Regions from separate parts of the Danio rerio genome. Here regions 2 and 3 are each linked to region 1. A link is a contact called in public Hi-C data. All regions are on one chromosome and are shown on one strand. The core of a region is the stretch at or near the end of the contact, and the rest is flanking DNA. Distances in the headings are between cores, read along the strand shown. Region 1 holds the start of melk (maternal embryonic leucine zipper kinase). Region 2 overlaps zcchc7 (zinc finger, CCHC domain containing 7). Region 3 overlaps pax5 (paired box 5).

Region 1 (3,905 bases), core at 838-3,337:
AAGCTCGGGGGCTTTTAGCTGGATGTCAGCGTGTGGTCAGGGTTGGGCAGACGCCAGAGGAAACACTTCAGTCGCTTGCTGAAAGCTTCCGTTCACTGGTACAGCTGACAAGTGTGTGTTTATGTTTCTCCAGCTGCCAGCGGTGCAGGGAGCGCCATGCTCAAGCACTTACAGGACTAGCAAATGTTGCAAAAACTTATCAGGACTTTGCTCGGGCAGCAGAGCTAGTGGGAAGTGCTGCCGAAAGGAAGACTTGTCTTGAGCTCAGTATTAAGCTCTTGGCCCGCCAATGCACTGCATTAACATCCTCAGTCTTCTGCCTCACTCAGCTCTTTCGCACTCTCACTGCCCTTTGACCTTTGGACAGCTACATTGGGTAGTCCCCCCATCCCCCTAAACTACAACAAACCTGTGAGAATAACTTAAATGTGGTTTTCTCAAACCATCTCATGAGATGTATAAAATTAACACCAAGGCGGTGTCCAAAGGTACTGGCATACCAGTAATAAGCATGCACTAATACATACACACATGCAGACAATGAAACATAAACCTGCCATTTAAGTGTTTTGAATGGATTAGCCTAAAAGACAAATGTACTGAGAAGATAATTTCCTAACAGGGTACTATAGAGCTTGTTTTACAGTATTTGTATGTGGGGTAAAGTTATTTAGTATTGAATGTAATTCTAAACCAAAAGTCTTTGTACTATGATTACAGTAATTTATTCTATTTATGAGGAAAGCATAGATCAGGATTCTGTGTTGTGTATCTTCCAACATTCTCTTCTCTCCTTAAATTTGCTATCTCTTGCTTGCTTTCTCACTACTATTCTAACCAATGTTATGCACATACAGTAAATTTTCTTCTGTCTGCCATGCCTACTTTCTATTAGATAATGCTCTAAAAGTGTTCTGCAGTAATCACCTGGGTTATAAATGTTTACAAAATACAAACAACATTTTCTTGAGTAGGCAGTAACATTTTTGTGTTCTTTAAGATGAATATACCAAAGCCGATGGATGAATGAATTTGCAGAGTGATTGCAGATTTTTCAATCAACATCTGCATATGCTTTACAGGTTTAACTTCAAGAAGGTAGGATAATTTGGATCATAGATGTGGAGGAACAATATAATTGTTTAATAGCAATCTATAATTTAAATAGAAGCAATCTAATTTTGGTGCTATTCGTTTATTTTTTCACAGACAAGTCATTTCTTTATATTCATTCCTCCTATTTTTCCAGTCCTCACAAAACACTGCTCATATAATCACCATACAATGATCAAATTATTGTAGAAATTCGTTCAAAGGTGACAGAAAATTACAAATATGAGTGCGTAAAGATAGCAAATGACTAAATTATAAGCAAGGTCATTTACCCACAAGTACATGTGTCTGAATACCAAAAAGCTGCCATGTACTCTTTACTTATAAGGCATGCTGTAAGCCATAGGCATACTGTATTTCTTGAAAATAGTGGGCAAGGCTGCATGTAGAAAATGAATGCATGATTGAAAGAGTGATCAGTGAGTGTATGGATGGATTATGAAAACCAACATTGTAATGCAGTATTCACCCCATTAAAATTAGTTCCAAATGACTGTGATGTATTTTTTTATTATTAAATTTAAAATGATAGATAGATAGATAGATAGATAGATAGATAGATAGATAGATAGATAGATAGATAGATAGATAGATAGATAGATAGATAGATAGATAGATAGATAGATACACTGGTCAAAAGTTTGGGGTCAGTTTTTTTAAGAAAATGATTCAAGGATAATCTAATTCAGGGGGTAGATAGATTACATTTCATTCAATTATATTTCATGTAACGTTAGGTGTCAGATTCAAATGGCTGTTTACGTTGAAATTAGCTATGCTTTATATGTATGTATGAGAGTATATTGCCATGAAACCTGACCTGGAATTAGTAACACGGCAGAAACTCTTCTGTATCGTTATTTCTTTTCTATTCAGTTATAAAGGCGATTGATTTGGGGAAACAAAACACTTCTGGATCACGATCAAAAGGACTTTTACCGTATAACCGTAACCGGAAACAGGAACTCGTCTGACACCAAGGGGGAAATTCAAATTTTAAAACATGTTCAAATGAATTGTTTTGGTAGTCCAAGTTGTAATTTTATCGCATTGAAAACATTCGAATTTTTAAGTAACAACGTAACCGATTGTCTGTTTTCATTCTTAAATTGTACATTATTTGTTGTTTTGAGCTCTTTTTTATCGGCGTTTTAAAGACCATCATTGGAGCACAGTTGGTAAGTCTGTTATTAAAACATGTCAGTCAAAACAAACCCTTTTCATAAATCTGTACTGCGTGTACGTCAGGTAATTTAATGACTAATGATATTTCTACCCAGTTCCATTTAAAAAATATTTTGTGTGATATACTGATTTATACGTCGCTTTTTGTGCGACTGTCTGATCTAACGTTAGTAACGTTACAGTTTTAGGAAGAGGAGATGATTGCCACATTCACGGCGAGAAAATGATAGAAAAATTTATTTAGTTGAATGTTGAACATAAAGTTTAGGCTTTGTGCTTGAAACTTTACTTTTGTGTGCCGTTGTTATGATCACCGACATTGCAAACGACGTGAGGCTTTCTAACAAGCATAAAACGTCCTAACTCACTGTTTCAAAATTTTAGTTATTTTATCATTAAACCAATTAAGTTACATGACATGTTGCAAATACTGCAAGAATAGCTTCCTTAATTCTCTAGACCCGTGGAGTTTATGCTCAAAACAAACATATGCCGATGAAAGTTGGTAGCCTGTGAAATTTACTTAAGTGTTTTTTTCAAAGCTGATTTTCTTTGTTCTTATATTTTTGTTTTGCAAGTAAATTATATATCAATGACTTAAACTGATGCTCCACAGATTTATTTTTACATTTTGAATTGTTGCTAACATACAGTGGTAATGTTGTCTCTTAAAACAATTTATTTCAAAATATTTATTATTTTGAAAATGATATATTATATCAATTATATCATATACGTATTATAAGTAGTTCATCTAGATAAGTTCAGGCTAAGAAACAAACTCAGAAACTAAGAAAGAAGTGTCTCACCTGTGGGATATTGACAGTTAGGAGGTTTTAAACATATCTCATGTTAATATGTTTAAAAAGCATGCTGTTTCTGATGCAGGTGTATGTGTATTCAGTATGCCAGTAGACAGCACTTCTGAACTCCTCAAGCACTATGAGGTTTATGAAACCATTGGCTCAGGTAATGTCCCTCAATTGTTTATTTATATATATAATATATAATTTATATATAGAGAGAATTTCAATAAAGAGTACAATTGAATTCCACTCTAATCCACAGGTGGGTTTGCCAAGGTCAAACTTGGCAGACACAAACTGACAGGAGAGAAAGTAGCCATCAAAATAATGGAGAAAAAAGATCTTGGGGTTTGTTATTCATTTTAAATGCCTTTACCATGAATCACAACATTTGAATGAGTACCTTAATAATTACGAAGGAAGTTATTTCTGAATTTATTCCTGATATTGAGATTTAATTTACTTTTGAAATTCAGAATAGTGTCTTTCAAGTGTTTATGTTACTAGGATGATCTGCCCAGAGTAAAGATAGAGATTGAGGCAATGAAGAACCTCAGTCATCAACATGTATGTCGTCTCTACCATGTCATTGAGACCACAAGCAAAATCTACATGGTGCTTGAGGTATGCTTTGCTGAATGTGGTTCTGATGTTTAAGGAATACCTATTAATCTTCATATGTTTAACTGCATGTATCTTGTCAATCTATCAGTACTGTCCTGGAGGAGAACTCTTTGATTACATCATTGCTAAAGATCGGTTATCAGAGGAAGAGACCCGAGTGTTTTTTCGCCAGATCAT
Region 2 (3,905 bases), core at 531-3,030, 250 kb after region 1:
AGAAGGAATGAAAGAAAGAACGAAAGAAAGAAAGAAAGAAAGAAAGAAATAAAGAAAGAAAGAAAGAAAGAAAGAAAGAAAAGATTTAAGAAAGAACGAACAAACATAAGAAAGAATAAAAGAACGAAAGAAAGAACAAAAAAGAACAAAATGAAGAAAAATCAAAGGAAAAAAATAACGAGAGTAAGAATGAAATAAAGAAAGAAAAAGAATAAACAAAAAAAGATTGAAAGAAACTAAAGAAAAAGTAAGAAAGAATGAACAAACCTATTATTTTGTGTAAACTTTTCCAAAGTTAAACACCGCAGAGCATGCTTGTTGTGTTTTTGCCATATTGAACTACTGTATATATGCCCAGTATGGTAACAAAAATGGTTTATTATTTACTGACTAAATATTTTTTATTAGACCGTTTGTCCTTTTACAAAACTTCTGAATTATTGAAATTTCTTTACAAAACACATCAGATGGTAAGATGAACAGAAATTCACAAGGTTTTAGATGTCTCTTTAAAGCAAACAGAAAGAAAACAGTTCAAAAGAGATTGCATATTAAAAGTTTTTTTGTGTGTAATAATTCTGGCATATTGATGGTAATTATGTTTATTTACCTTTCATAATTTTAGTGTGTTACTAGCAATTTCCTTATAATAATTTATTGTAAAATTTACTATCAGTTTTTGAAGTGAAAAATATTTGCACAGTTGTTTTGTTCAGCTTCAGGTTTTTTTGCTGTTAAAGTGAGTTGCTGTTTTTAGCCTGTGTCAGTGCCTGACCATGGACAACATATGCTGACTGTCGCCCGGGTCTGCAGGCTTTATAAGGGTTTTAAAAGAGTGTGTGATGCTTTCCTACAGGTCCACTTGGTTCTGCTGGGCTGAGTCCATCTGCTTGTGCATTACTTTCATCCTCTGGGTCCTGCCCTGGTTCTGTTTGTGTGTGTAGGTACTTAAATTGAGTCACCCTCAACAGACGGTCTTTAAGGCCTTTAAACTATCCTGGAGTCTAGAGGGCTCAAAGTTAAATACAGTACAGATACCCATGTGTGTGTGCGCGTGTGTCGTGCTTTGGGAGCTCTGGCCTGTCGCCCTATGCTAGGCCCAGTCAGGTGTGAAAAGGCATTCTGTCAGACCAGTCCCTTTCTACTGGGTCTGTTTATACTGTGTGTGTGTGTGCGCGTGAGTGCAAGTGTGTGTGTGTTTGTGTGTGTGTGTGTGTGTGTGTGTGTGTGTGTGTGTGTGTGCGTGTGCGTGTGTGTGTGGTGGGGTGAGGCCTGCACCTGTCTTTACTAACAAACAACCACTCAACTCTAAGTTTGCCACAAAACCCAAAGGAGACTGACAGAGAGAAGTGCGAGTGTTCGCAGAAGCTACTATGCAAAGAGTGAAAGTTTTATTGGACCAATGTTACATATGGAACTAATATGATGCAACGATATTTCTCTTTTTGGAAGGCAGTTTTTGCCACAGGATGAAAAGGAAAAATCACAAATTTGGGTTAATATTTTGCAATTTTGACTTTTTTCAAAATGAGTTTACATCTCAGAATTCAGACTTTTCTCAAAATTGAGTTTTTTTTTGTTTTTTTTTGAGAATTTTACAATCCTGACTTTTTTTCTTTCCTCAAAATTGTACATTTCTATCACGATTCACATAAACTTGCAAATAGAGTTTTTATCAAAATAGAGTTCTTATTTTGTAATTCCATTTTTTTTTCCGAAAAATGAACAGTATACACAGTTGAAACCAGAATTTTACACCGCCTTTGAATTTTTGTTTCTTTTTTAAATATTTCTCAAATGTTGTTTAACAGAGCAAGAAAATTTTCAAAGTATGTCTAATGACATTTTTTCTTCTGGAGAAAGTCGGATTTGTTTTATTTCGGCTAGAATAAAAGCAGTTTTTAATTTTTTAAACACCATTTTAAGTCAAAATTATTAGCCCCTTAAGCTACATTTTTTCGATAGTCTACAGAACAAACCATCGTTTTTCAATAACTTGCCTAATTACCCTAACCTGCGTAGTTAGGAGGTTAATATGTCAGGGGGTTTAAAAAAAACTCTGACTTCAACTGTATTTAAGAACTAATGCTTCCCCACCCAGAATATTTTGTTTATAACTTTTTTAATCTAGCCTAGTATAGCAAACTTATACTTTATATTATAGTATAATAATTTATAATACTGCTTTCTTGCAGTTATTTATGGTGTCCATCGGGCCTTAAAAAGTCATCAAAAATGGATAAATCAATGTAAAGAAATTTAAGGCCCTTAAAAAGTATTAACAATGGCAAAATATTAAATTATATATATATTTTTAATTTCTGTGACTATCAGGATGCTGTGTAGTTTATGAAATCAATAAAATACTGCTTTGTTTACTGCAGTAACCAAGGCACTGCCATTATATCTGCAGTTCTGTAGGCGCTAACCTGCTTAATTATTTAGATTTAGTAGATTTTTATTCAGTATATGAACAATGTTTTAGTTTTGGATTACTTTCTTACATTAACATTTAGTAAATATACTGTAAGTTAAAATCTCGCCAGTGTTTCCCGGTTGAAACCTAAAGTGGTTATAAGGTCTTAAAATGTATGGAAAGAGTCTTAAAAAAGGTCTTAAAAGGTATTGAATATCACTCTCTGATTCCTGTATATACTCTGTTATTATTTTTTCCACATTTAATGCATATATATTGCATTTCTGATCTTTATTTCTTCAAAATTTTGTATCACCAAGTTGTTATTTTTTTATATCTATCAATAATGAATTTTGTATTGAGTTTTTTTTATAGCTCACAAATAGCTGACAAATAATGTTTTTCTCAAAATGTTACAATTTTTGTCATAGATTCATGGTTTATATCTTGCAATTTTGACTTTTTTCTTTCACAGAACTATTTTTATACCAAGAGTTATTTTAGATTCAAGATGCTAATTTTATTGCTGTTCCTGTGTCCTGACATTTTATCCCATCAGATTATACTATAACACTGTATTTGAATGGTTCTGGGGTTGGGGTTAGGGATTGCGGGAGGTTGGGGACATATTACAGCCTTATATCACACCACTCCACTTTTTAATATTTATAAATATTTACAGAAATATTGTTATTATGAAGTACCTCACAGTAATTTACTGTGAATTTACATACAGTACCTTACTGTTAAAGTAATGCAATTATTAGCCAGTACTTTATTGTAAATTTAAGGTCAAATATTTTACAGTGTAGTTTACAGTTTCACAGTAAATTATCCAATGTGTTATTTATTTATTTATTTATTTTTGACGATCATTCTGAACAAGTCAGGTCATACTGAACACTTTAAATTTTTTGAGCATATAAGCATTTACAGTGTATACAGCAACAAAGAGCATCTGTCTGTGAAAATTTATGTTCACAACAAATATCTGGCAGTTTGTGATCCTTAGACACTAAAAAAAAGATTAAAAGATGATACCTTGTATGTACAATTCATTTTAGGTTAAGTGTAAAGCATTTATTTTGTGCTGAATTTAAACAAATTAAATTGAACATTACGACATTTAATTTGTTTAAATTCAACCCATTTAAATTGTTTGCAACAGTTTTGCAGACATCCTTTTTTTCAGTGTAGCATAAGTCAGTGAGTGTATAAAACCTAATGTTTTAAAATCTATTCAGCTTATCCTTTTTTTAAGACATTGTTTGATGCAGGAGTACAGAAATCTATTAACTCCCAAAATCAAGTGTCTATTTTTTGAAAACTTAAGAATCAACTCTCACTTATTTAGTTTTAATCATGTTTTAATACACACACACACACACACACACACACACACAGTTGAACACATATTTTGTGATGCTAGGTGCATTTAGCACGACACTACAGAGCTTTTATGTTTTGGTTCAGATATTTTAAGTCTGAA
Region 3 (3,905 bases), core at 1,047-3,546, 150 kb after region 1:
ATGTGTATACATCTAATCCACCGTTTCATTCACCGTGCCAATAGATGTCATTTCACATAGATGTGCGTGTGCGTGTTCAGTGGGTGGGTGCGCGCATATTTGAGTTTTTAGCGTGGCTTGTTGTTTGAGGTTTTATTCATCGGCGAGAGAGAAGACTGGGAGAGAAAGAAATAAAGAATGAAAGAATGTGTGTGTGAGGGACAGGGGGTATGGGGGGGGGGGAGAGAGAAAGGGAGAGAGAGATCACAATTGCATGTTCAGGGTGTAAAATATTGCAGCTCTTATACCCTATAATAACAAAGATATTTTGCAGTTTTCACATTTTTTGTTTCGTCTAAAATAAATTAAATATATGTATGCTACTTTTTGTTTTAAATAACTGATGATTATTCACAATAATCAATACAAAAATGTAAATCACTCATGTCTCACAGTCCCACACTAAAATTATAAATCATAAAGTAAAATGGGTTGAAGATTATTGAGTGTGTGTTGGCGGCAACTACAATAAGAAATAAAGAGAGAAAGAGACAAGGGGCCCTCAACGCTGGTATCTTGGGGGACCACCGGTGTCCGCCATGTCACGAATGAGTGACCACACATCTCTCCGCCACAGTGAGCAACTTCGGCTATCGTTTTTACCCTCACAAGTGGCCTGTTTACAGCCACCCTAAAGCAATGTATTTAAAGCGTAAGGCGCCTGTTTGCCATATCCTCAGCTGCGGTTCAAGTTCAGTTTGTGTCCGCTGGCTGCTGGCCTTGGCCGCGATCTCTTCCCCCCTCTCTTCCCCCAAGGGATTGTCAAACAGAAGGCTAAAGCTCTAACAAAGCAACCGGGTTCTGGGTTAAGAGAAATCTAGCAAAAAAGCTGGCACAAAAAGCAAACTTCACCTGTATTAAAGACATGATTAAAACTATTGGCCCTACAGCATTCATTAGTTGCATCTTTAAAGTTTTTTAATCAATTAGGCTATAACACACTGCTTAGCTTTCATTAGCTAAATTTAATCCGCGTGTTTTTGTTTTTTCTAGTTCTTTAAAACAAATTCTGAAAAGTTAGATCGAGATCAAACATATGACAGATCAAAGAAAGTTAAATTCTATAAGCTGGGAACTTACTGTGCATTGCTGCGAAAGGGTCGTGTTTGCAGTGGATTTCCATCGTGTTTTAAAACAGGCCTTCTCGCGAAGAAGAAAAAACACAAAAAAGTCTTTATTGTCCTGTACTTGTTCTTTTAAAGGGTTGTGCGTTTGTAGTCAGTCTGTCCTTGTTTCTTTTAAACAGTTTTAACTGTTTGGGAGTCCAAAGAAACTTTGGTAAACAAATAAAAAATGAACCTTAAGGCCTAAGGTCATCAGTTGAAGGAATTATGTAAAAAGTTTTCTTGATTTTCCAGGTGGAAAGAAAAAAGAAAATTCATAAATAATTTGTGATCTTATCCATCTTTAATTAGCCAACAAACAATGTAAATAGGCGGCCTGGGCACAACCCTTTAGGGTCACACAATTGCTTTTGCGGCCCTACATCCAGTCTCAACTAACTCAGACATCAGAGAAGATTAATCAAAAAGAAATAAAAAAGTCCTGGATATGTAGGAATTTTAATATTATTCCGATCAGTCTTCTTAAGCTTTAGATAAAAAATGTAGAAGTCTCGTTCCCAAGCTCTATCTTGACATCCTCGCTCCACTGACCGTGACCCGTGAACTGTGACCGAGGTTCGCGCTGTCAGAGCGCGTCTCTGCCAGGGATCTGTAAAATCCTGGTGAGGTTTCTGAGAAACCAAAACATTTACTTCATGTTCAGCGTATCTTCACATAAGCTCGATTTGCTTGCATCTTTATATTTTAATTGCTCAAAGCGCGTCTCTTTTTTGAAAAGAATATGCAACTCCGACTGCACGATGGTCCCCAAACAAAAGACATACGTACAGGTGAAATTAAAAAGTACATGATGTGAACCCCGAATTAACACGTTTTCCGAAGTTGAATATAAAATAAAAAATACCCATTGTGCGAAGCATTTGAACTTGAGGAAAATGTCCAAGAAACGAAGGAAAAAAGGCTTTGTCAAGTTTTGAAGCAGTCGGGAAGTGCGTAAAAATCCAAGTAAAGTCTCAGATGGATGATACGGTGGTATAATTTGTCTTTTTCGCCCAAGCTGCCGTCCGCCGAACGGTGTTCTTCTTTCAGTGTGAGCGCTCCGGCGGCGAGAAGCAGTGGTCGAGCCTCCGTCTTAACCGCGCAAACACTGCACGAGCGCACGGCGCGTTTCAGAACCTGCTCTCGTGTGGACAGCGCCAAAGCCACAGCAGACTGAATCTACTACCGAGTCCGAGCGAGACTGTCAATCAACAGACGTCTACCTATCCGAGCACTGCACCTCTGCCGTCACAATCGCCCTGAGTCGCGCTCAGATAAAGACGACGCCGATTGGCTATCACTGAGCCAATATGAAAGTGACGTGCTGTCCCAATTGTGCACTGACAAATAGGGAGTCTCGGATAGAAGTTGGTTCTCTGGCGTCGCTAATCCCATGTCTAATTTCAATTAAGGAACGGGGTAAAATTGAAATTTTAAAATATCCGTTTGCAGTATTTTTAGAAGTCCAATTAATAAACAGTTAACAATTAGTTATGCGACAGAACATGTTTTCAGTTAAACGAATAATCCTGGCCATATAATTAATTGTAAAAACACTGCAAAAATCATGAGACTGACATATTGCAACATTTCCCTGAGATATATATGCATATAAAACAATATACAGGCTATAATATAAATTAACAAATCTTTTCGACTGTTGTATGTCAACATAATTAGAAATAAATTCAACAAATAATATCGCACTTGCATGTGCAATTATGACTGCTGTTTAGAATTGTCCACGAGAGAAAAACGTGTTAATTTAGTAGGCTAAACGAATATAGAAAGTTTGATTATTGTGCATTAAGTAAAATGCTCTGATTAGTTTTCATGAGAGATTATGAGGGATTTTTTTATGTTTCTATGTTTTCTTCCTCTTCATTGCTTTGACGGACACTAGAACTGTTTTACTTTTGCACATTTTCTTGCCTAATAGCCCAATTTTTCATTAACAGACTATCAAACAGATTATTAAGAACTTGATATTAAGTCAGATATAGTTTAGCTGACTTAATAACTGTGGTTTGTTTTTAAATAAGAGTCGTTATAATTATTTTATTTTGTAGTATAAAAACAGACATTACAATATTATTTAAAACAAAAAAGGAGTTTATGAACATTAATGCTTACTAACTTTATTGATTTTATTTATTTATTTATTTACAGTTACTTAATTAATTAATTAATTAATTAACTAGTTAGTTAATTTAACTATTTTACATTTCAGCACTTATTAAATGATTTATCGATGGATTACTAGTATATATTTTAATATTTTTGTGCTTTTACTAATTTATATAAACATACATTTCTATGAAGCAAAACATTATACAAAATAAAACACAAATTTCTAAAATTATACAGCACACAATTTTAAATAATGGCTCTCATTTTTTTACGTGTTGTTTTGTGTAAGTCTTCAAAAGAGCACACAAATATTAACTCTATAAAAATGTGATTTTTTTTCTTCTTAGTTTTGGGATAGATTTTCAAGCATGCGACTCTGAATTGCTTTGCTTAGAAACCAGTGACACAACTATCTTTTATATGTGTCGGTAATTTGCTGTGTGGTAAGAAATATGACCTTTACGTCACTGCAACTATGTGATTCAGGTTCACCATTCATGTGCTTAACGCAATATTTTAGTCTTTTTCTCCGAGTGTCTTTAAAGAAAGATTCATCCGCGGTGAGCCGTTTGTGCCACGAGGGGGCGAACCCTTGGTCTCGTGTGAAGAAGCTCATCATACGCGCACGCAAAC

What was found. Hi-C and Micro-C count contacts between places; a contact is called where the count stands out from the background.
Region 2: a Hi-C map of embryo shows a contact between it and region 1, with 2.6 times the contacts expected there. The contact joins the enhancer-like site here to the promoter of melk in region 1. A contact is called at or near these places in 7 of 18 Hi-C or Micro-C datasets (caudal fin, embryo, fibroblasts and 2 more) and 3 of 4 datasets of contacts at active chromatin or transcription factors (caudal fin, embryo and gastrula embryo).
Region 3: a contact with region 1 is called in a Hi-C map of an unstated tissue, with 3 times the contacts expected there. The contact joins the enhancer-like site here to the promoter of melk in region 1. A contact is called at or near these places in 2 of 18 Hi-C or Micro-C datasets (caudal fin and an unstated tissue) and 1 of 4 datasets of contacts at active chromatin or transcription factors (embryo).

The regions. Positions count from the first base shown.
Region 1 is chr1:23,447,592-23,451,496 of GRCz12tu, reverse strand. melk (maternal embryonic leucine zipper kinase) reads left to right here and starts at 2,087. Exons shown (of 18, transcript NM_206888.2): 1 at 2,087-2,291; 2 at 3,187-3,267; 3 at 3,367-3,452; 4 at 3,612-3,728; 5 at 3,817-3,905. The coding sequence starts at 3,204. frmpd1a (FERM and PDZ domain containing 1a) reads left to right here. Exons shown (of 17, transcript XM_005170936.5): 17 at 1-1,607. The coding sequence ends at 356.
Region 2 is chr1:23,201,921-23,205,825 of GRCz12tu, reverse strand. The region is part of intron 6 of zcchc7 (zinc finger, CCHC domain containing 7); the gene reads left to right. Among named protein-coding and RNA genes, the nearest start is that of adamtsl7, 34 kb to the right of the region's middle. Within about 2 kb of position 1,780, at least 4 of the 62 cell types and tissues checked have an H3K27ac peak or open chromatin away from gene starts, as enhancers often do.
Region 3 is chr1:23,299,077-23,302,981 of GRCz12tu, reverse strand. All of the region lies in intron 1 of pax5 (paired box 5), which reads right to left. Among named protein-coding and RNA genes, the nearest start is that of pax5, 4.8 kb to the right of the region's middle. Within about 2 kb of position 2,296, at least 34 of the 62 cell types and tissues checked have an H3K27ac peak or open chromatin away from gene starts, as enhancers often do.